2 separate regions of the Zea mays genome follow, and region 1 is linked to region 2. Evidence: chromatin contacts called from public Hi-C data. All regions are on one chromosome and are shown on one strand. Each heading gives the region's core, a stretch centred on a gene start, on an enhancer-like site or on the middle of the called end of the contact. The rest is flanking DNA. Distances are from core to core; before and after follow the strand shown. Region 1 holds the start of LOC103646329 (hapless 8). Region 2 has its middle 15 kb from the start of LOC100383070.

Region 1 (3,385 bases), core at 500-2,999, 180 kb after region 2:
AGACAGATTTGCCCAGTGTCTCCCTCACTCACCCTTCTTTCATCAGGGTGTGGGTTCAAACCCCACCAACTACATCGCTTTTTAACATTTTACGCTGAGTTGATTTGGAAGAAATGTAGGGACTTTTTTAAAAAGATGACGTAGGATGACCGTTGAAACTGATGTTTTAAGTGTAGTAGAGATATAGATAAGTTTTGGGCCTTTTGGGCCGAGTTTGTTTTCGCCGCACGGTTTGAGAACTATGGATCTTTAGGCTGTCTCCAGCAAGGGCCGATAAAGCCTCCTGTCCGGTAAATGAAGCAGACACAAACGTCTAGTGCACGTCCAGCAAGGAGCGCTAAACCGTCTGCTAAAATATAGAGGAAGCACGACGTCCGGTAAATCTAGAGTTTCTCTGTCCATCTGCTATCCATCCGAGCGGAGCGAGTGACAGTCGGGGAGTAGCTGCCGCATGGGTTGTCCTCATCTCCGATGAACACGCTATAGATGGAGCTTGGCTGCGACAACAAACATCAGGTTGCCATGGGACGAGCATCAGCGTGGAGGACCTCGGCTGCCACCGCACACCGGAGCTCGATCGGGGAGGAAGATCAGCACAGAGGAGCGGAGGCCTTTGCTACCACTACGGAGCTCCGTCGAAGAGGAAGAAGACAAGCGCGGACGACCTCGGCTACGACGACAGGAAATCTGGTCATGGAGGAGCCACAGCGCGGAGGTAGTCAGATGCAATGGCGCGGAGGCCCTCAACCACCACCACGCTCCGGAGATCGACCGACGAGGAGGAGAACCATGGTGAAGGAGCTTGGCTGCCATGGCGCGGAGGTCGGCCGGCGATGGTCAACAATATGGAGGAAGGTTTGCGATGCGTCGCGGAGCCACTTGAAGACGAAAACTGCTGTTTTTCTACCGTGCGAATAGGAGGGTGAGGTAGAGTTGCAAACTATATTTATTAATACGAATTGAAAAAACAAATTGGAATATGTAAACATCTCTAAATTTTATAAAAAATATTGTTTTGAAAATTTATAAGAAAAATATAGACGTGTAATATATAGAGTAATATATAGAGAACAAAATTTAGAGGATATTGTTGTAGCTGGAGAAGATATAGAGAATAGAATCTTTTAGAGTGTGCTGTAAAGGACAGAGAATATTTATTTAAGGAATGAAATTTAGTGGAAGTTGCTGCAGACAGCCTTAGCATTGAAATATCAACAACTGACAAATTTAGGTGATTCTAAGATGATTTTGTATTTTCAATAGTAAAAACAAGTAGCTCCTAGCGTCGCATTATGTTTGCAATTAAAACCAGAAGATATACTGTTGTATTTTTTTTTTCTAATTTAAATAAGTTAGTCCTGGTTTTTTAGAGAGTAAAATAGATCCCCTATTTCTATAAACATTAATCACGTTGAAACCAGATAGATGGCAAATTTATGCACTACTATCGATGGTTCCGTTGTCAAAGAATGTTGATTCTTAAATATAAGTTTGTGGTAAAAAAATAAAACTGAATAATTGTGGTCGATTAAAAATAGATTCGTCCGAATGGGCAAAATATGCCTACGTGAGCGAGTACCTGCTTGGAAGAAATAGACAAGCCATCGGTGGCATTCTTGGAGTATTCGTTAAGGAGGGGACCAAAGGTTGGCGCTTCACCCCATACAATCAACAAGACAACAAAAGAGAGAGAGAAAGCACTCGAGCAGCGTCGAAAAAAATAATAATATAGTTGGTGTAGGATAGGACAGGGCCGCAGAAAAAAACCACTCATTTTCCTGCCTCAGCGCTCCCCTCTCTCTCTCACAGGTCCGGGGCTCCTTTTCTTTTCTCGCTCCAAAAGCAAATACTACACGCGCTCTCTCTCGAGCTGCTGCTGTTAATGGTACAGCCAGCCAGCCCCGCCTTTGGCTGGCTTGGTGGAGAACCAGATGCCTTTGATGTGTGAGTGGTTGGTGTTTCCTTCTCTCTCCTTTAATTTTTTTTCCCGGCTAGGCAGGCAGCGTGGGACTAGGAGAGAGAAAGTGGTGGTGGGAAGCCAACAAAGAAAATCGGCAGCCATTTCTTCCCCTTTTGCCTTGCCTCGCTCCTCCTCCCTCACCTCTCCCCCCCGTCTGCTTCCAGTCCCCAGAAATCAAAACCTCCACCACCACAGAGCTCCGAGACCCTCACCCTCCTCCCCGTCTGCTCGCTGCGTGGATCTACCGGCAGGATGCTCTCTCCATCGCGCGCGCCGCCCGGGGAGCGCCTGTGAAGAAGGAACGGAAGGTGAGAGAACTGCCGGTGTTCTTCCTCCGAGTTCGTGCGTGCGGTGTGGTTTCCGTGGGCGGTTCTCGATTTTTTGCTTGACTTGAATCCGCGCGGTTTTTCCTTGCTCTTGCGCGTCGCTCCCCCTTACCAGATTCGTCGCTGGAACTGGAAGATTGGCGTCTGCAGACTGGATCTCTCTCTCTTCGGGCGGAGCTGGGATTCCTCGTGCTTCTCTCGCTGCCTGTGACCGCTAGATCTCCGCTGCTTTTCGTGCTTGCTTGTTTTGTTCTTGGCTACGGCCAAAGATTCTCGATCCCTTGCATCTGCTTTCTGCAGATTTGGTACGGATTACGGCCCCCCCGTTCTCGAACTCCTTCCTCTACGTGCTCCCATGGCTCCTCGTCCTTACAGAAATCCCCGATTAGGCCAGTGATGAAGCGACGGGAAAATCGTTTCTTTTTTCTTGATTTCTCGCCAAATCTTAGTTATTAAGCTCCCTTTCCTCTTTTCTTCTTTTGCTATTTATTTCCCCATCAAGAAAGCACTACCATACAAGCTACCCTCCAGTGCTTGGCAACTGTTCATGTCTCCTTCACTGCTCTTCCCTTACTGCAAATCCTTTGCGAGAGCTGCATGATCCGTGTAGGCTTCCCCTTAATCTGCTCAAAGACTCGCTCGCTCGTCCACCTTGCCCCGGGATGATATTTCATGTGCTCTGTGCTACTTCGAGAGCAGCCCCCTCCGCGTGTCTCCTCTCCTCTCTGGCATCCATACCTCACTTGCTGCATCTATCAGCATAAAATCATGCCATTGGATTCCCAAAGAACAGCTGGTTTGGTTGGACATGAAATAATATGTGCCTTGCTTTCTCTCTGCAGGTGCCTGATGAGATAGTGGACGGACAAGGAAGTGAAGTTTCTTGTTCTATCCACCTGTTGAACTTACCAACTTGGTATGCTGGAGTGCAAGAATAAGAGCAGGCCCAATCGCTTCACAGCTATTGGGTTCTCGGTGCCGACTGTAGCAGCCGCAGATCTGGAGGGAGCAGCGAAGGCGTTCATCAGATGTTATCCAGTGAGCACCCTTCAGGCCCCTCATGTTCCTCCAAGTCTGGTGGCCCGGGTGTGAGCGCTGA
Region 2 (3,378 bases), core at 740-3,239:
TGTTTTGACCATCCCCCACTTGAAAGTCACCCAATCTAAGAAACTGATCCTTGATGTTCATTAGATCTGACCAGAAGTGTGAATCACCTGATCTTCTAGATATTTGAGTAAGGGATTTATCTCCTAGGTATTTATTTTTGAGTAACTGTTGCCACATCCCATCCTCATTAAGTAATTTGTAGGGCTATTTGCTGAGTAAGCAAATATTTTTTATAGCTAGATTAGAGACGCCTAAACCTCCCAATGCTTTTGGTTGACAGACAATATGCCACCTAGCCAACCTATATTTCCTTTTACTGCTTCCTCCCTGCCAAAAGAATCTGGATCGGATAGCATCCAGCTTCTTCAAGATGCCCACTGGTATCTCAAAGAACGACATCATGAACGTAGGTAGACTACTTAACACAGAATTAAGCAATATCAACCGTCCACCTGAAGATAAAAATTTGGCCTTCCATGTACTAAGCCTCTTTTCAAACCGATCAATAACACCCTGCCAGTCACTATTCCTCACATGAGACGTTTTATGAGTGGATACAAGATAAATCATTTTACCCACATCCATATATACATCCAAAACCGGCGTATCCGCTCGGCCACCCTCGCTGGAGCGAGAGCGCAGGCATCCAATTAAGCTGATAAATAATTTTATAGAGATAATATAGTTTTATCTGGATAAAACCATCTATACATAATTATTTAGTTTAAATTTGATGTGACAGCATCAAAACAATGCATGGAAACTCACCACCACTAAGAATGATCTCATACTAGCCGGTACTCCATGACGAAAAGTCGCAATCTTTTTCTTCCACGGCGAAATAAACGGACGCCTGCATTAATTGTTTGTTTATTTTTGTTCTACGGCTTCCCACTGCAGCAAGGGACGCTGTCAACTAGTCAGTCTTGGCGTCTCGCTTCTTCATCGAGTAGTACTACTACCTAGAGATGGCAACGGGTACAAACCCGCTGGGTTTTGCCGTCCCAAACCCGTACCCGTGAAAAATATCTATGCCCATTAAAAAACCCGTACCCATGACGGGTTTGAGATTTTGCCCAAACCCGTACCCATCGGGTTAACGGGTACCCATGGGTTACCCGCGAGTTTCATCTCCAATATACTTGTTCTTCTCATAATCAATAAGTATCGTAATGATTAATGATATAATGATCCAAAATCTATGTAATGAACAACGAGTTCATAATTTGATATAAAAATTATTAGTAGAGAGAATGAAATACAAATAATAAGTTGTATAATTAAGTGACCTTGCACTAAGTTATCCATCCACCACATATATAACGCTATTAAAAACTATAATAGCAAGCAAGCAACACTCTCACCGACTACTAATACATTCACCAATTAATAAAAATTATGAAGTAAATAAGGAATAACAAGTTTGCTGTTCGTTTATGAAAAATAAAATGACAATATGCACTAGGTTTGGTCGGGTTTAAAAAACCCATGGGTTCACGGGTTTGGGTACTATAGGAACAAACCCGTACCCATAAACCCGCTAGGTACAGATTTATGCCCATTAACAAACCCATGGGTATGAAAATTGACCCAAACCCGTACCCTAATGGGGTAAAAACCCATCGGGTTTCGGGTTTCGGGTACCCATTGCCATCTCTACTACTACCTATAGATGAGGAAACTGTTTGAGGACCTCATTGCCATTGCCTACAACTCAACAAGGTCAGCAGGAGCTAATGGAGACGTCCGATCGATCAGACCAGCCACCAGAGGTCCAGCGACACATCTTGCAGCAGCCGGCAGACGGCGTACTGATGAGAGGACGAAGCAGCCAATGGCCGGCGTCAAATCAGCAGGCTGTACTACGTGCCTCCCACGCGCGGTGCTCCAGTTCGACCATCTCCCAAGTCCCAATCCATGGCCGGCAGCCCAGCCGGCTCGGGCGCTCGGCTGGCCACTGCTGCTCAGGCTCAGCTCGGCGAAGGTACGAACGCCACAGTGAAGGCCTGACACAAAAGCCTGTGGGCTGCCCTGTGGCGTCGCCCCCACACCGCTGCACGGAGATCGACTACTGCACAGTAATCTGATCCCGCGGTGCCAATTATTGAGGACCTCCGTACCACTAATAATCTGTCTCACCGCTACAGGCTACTCCTATAGACTAGGGATGGAATTATATGTCTGCTGAATTACCAGTCCCTATCCGTTAATACTTTATGGAAATTTGTATCCCTATTCGTTTCTGAAATGAATATTGAATAGGTGTATTAAATTGGTTGTTTAGCATTTTTTTCTCTCTATACGACTTTAAATCCTTTATTCGATAGAAATAGGAAACATTTATTTGTATTCATACAAAAAAGAAAGTATAATAAATCTATTTAAAAAGTTTTCCATATAACTGATGACTAATTATTATTTTTAATATTACTAACGGTGTACTAAAACTATTTGGAAGAATATCTGTAAGTAACTTTTAGTATTAATTTAATGACGACGACTAATGTGTAATGAGATCTTATGTGCAAGTGTGCAAGTAAAACTCATGGTCAATTGGATTATGATCTAACCAAAGATATATCTGTTATTTGTCGCGGTTTTTCCCATAAAATCTACGTGAGCCAGTGGTGGAAAGATTTAATTATTAAATGTGATATACGGTTGGATCGCGATTCGCGATCCAACGGATCCAGAGTCTCTTGGTTGCACGCTTACATATAAGACTCGATTGCACATTAGTCGTTGCCTAATTTAATACTATTATGATGCATAAATATTAAATTACTTTTACCATTTTCCTAATTTAGTTTAAATCTAATTTTTTTGCAAATTGTTTTATTGTTTAGTTTATTTTTTCTTTATGTGAACTACAATATAATTTATCAATTTATGATAAATATTATATAAATAATGATTGCCTAATTAATATATTTAGTTGTTAAATATTTACTAATAAGCATATTAAATTTTATGAACTATTATTGTTAATATTATATGCCTATATATTTTATTCTATACTCCCTTTGTTCATAAAAGAATGTAACTCTTGTTTTTTTAGAAACCCACTGCTACCTCCATTGGATGTGATTTAACGTGCAAGTGTGGCGAAGAATCAACACGGAAGGAACACTTGATCTTTGCGAGGATCAATAGGGAGCCAACGAGGTCTAGTGGTGAGTGCTGATTCTTCAATATCGTGAGAAAATATCGTCGTGTTTCAAACTTTTTTTACCATGAGCATTTACTTCTATCCAATTAAATTCTTGTTTTTTACAATAGTGGAATTGCAATGTTTATGTTGAAAATATATAACACTTTAGACACAAAGGTGATGAGTTATTTGGTAGAATTTATTTGTTGTAAGAACTTTTAGATTAGTTTACTTTAGTCTCCTCTTG

What was found. A called contact is a pair of places that touch in the nucleus more often than the background predicts.
Region 1: a Hi-C map of seedling shows a contact between it and region 2, with 10 times the contacts expected there. The contact joins the promoter of LOC103646329 here to the enhancer-like site in region 2. A contact is called at or near these places in 11 of 25 Hi-C or Micro-C datasets (bundle sheath, ear, endosperm and 2 more) and 2 of 3 datasets of contacts at active chromatin or transcription factors (leaf and seedling).

What each region holds. Positions count from the first base shown.
Region 1 is chr2:40,564,101-40,567,485 of Zm-B73-REFERENCE-NAM-5.0, forward strand. LOC103646329 (hapless 8) reads left to right here and starts at 1,750. Exons shown (of 4, transcript XM_008671062.3): 1 at 1,750-2,268; 2 at 3,129-3,385. The coding sequence starts at 3,315.
Region 2 is chr2:40,386,597-40,389,974 of Zm-B73-REFERENCE-NAM-5.0, forward strand. No RefSeq gene overlaps it. Among protein-coding and RNA genes, the nearest start is that of LOC100383070, 15 kb to the left of the region's middle. Within about 2 kb of position 1,990, at least 15 of the 20 cell types and tissues checked have an H3K27ac peak or open chromatin away from gene starts, as enhancers often do. A contact at or near this core is called in ear, leaf and seedling, where this site is marked.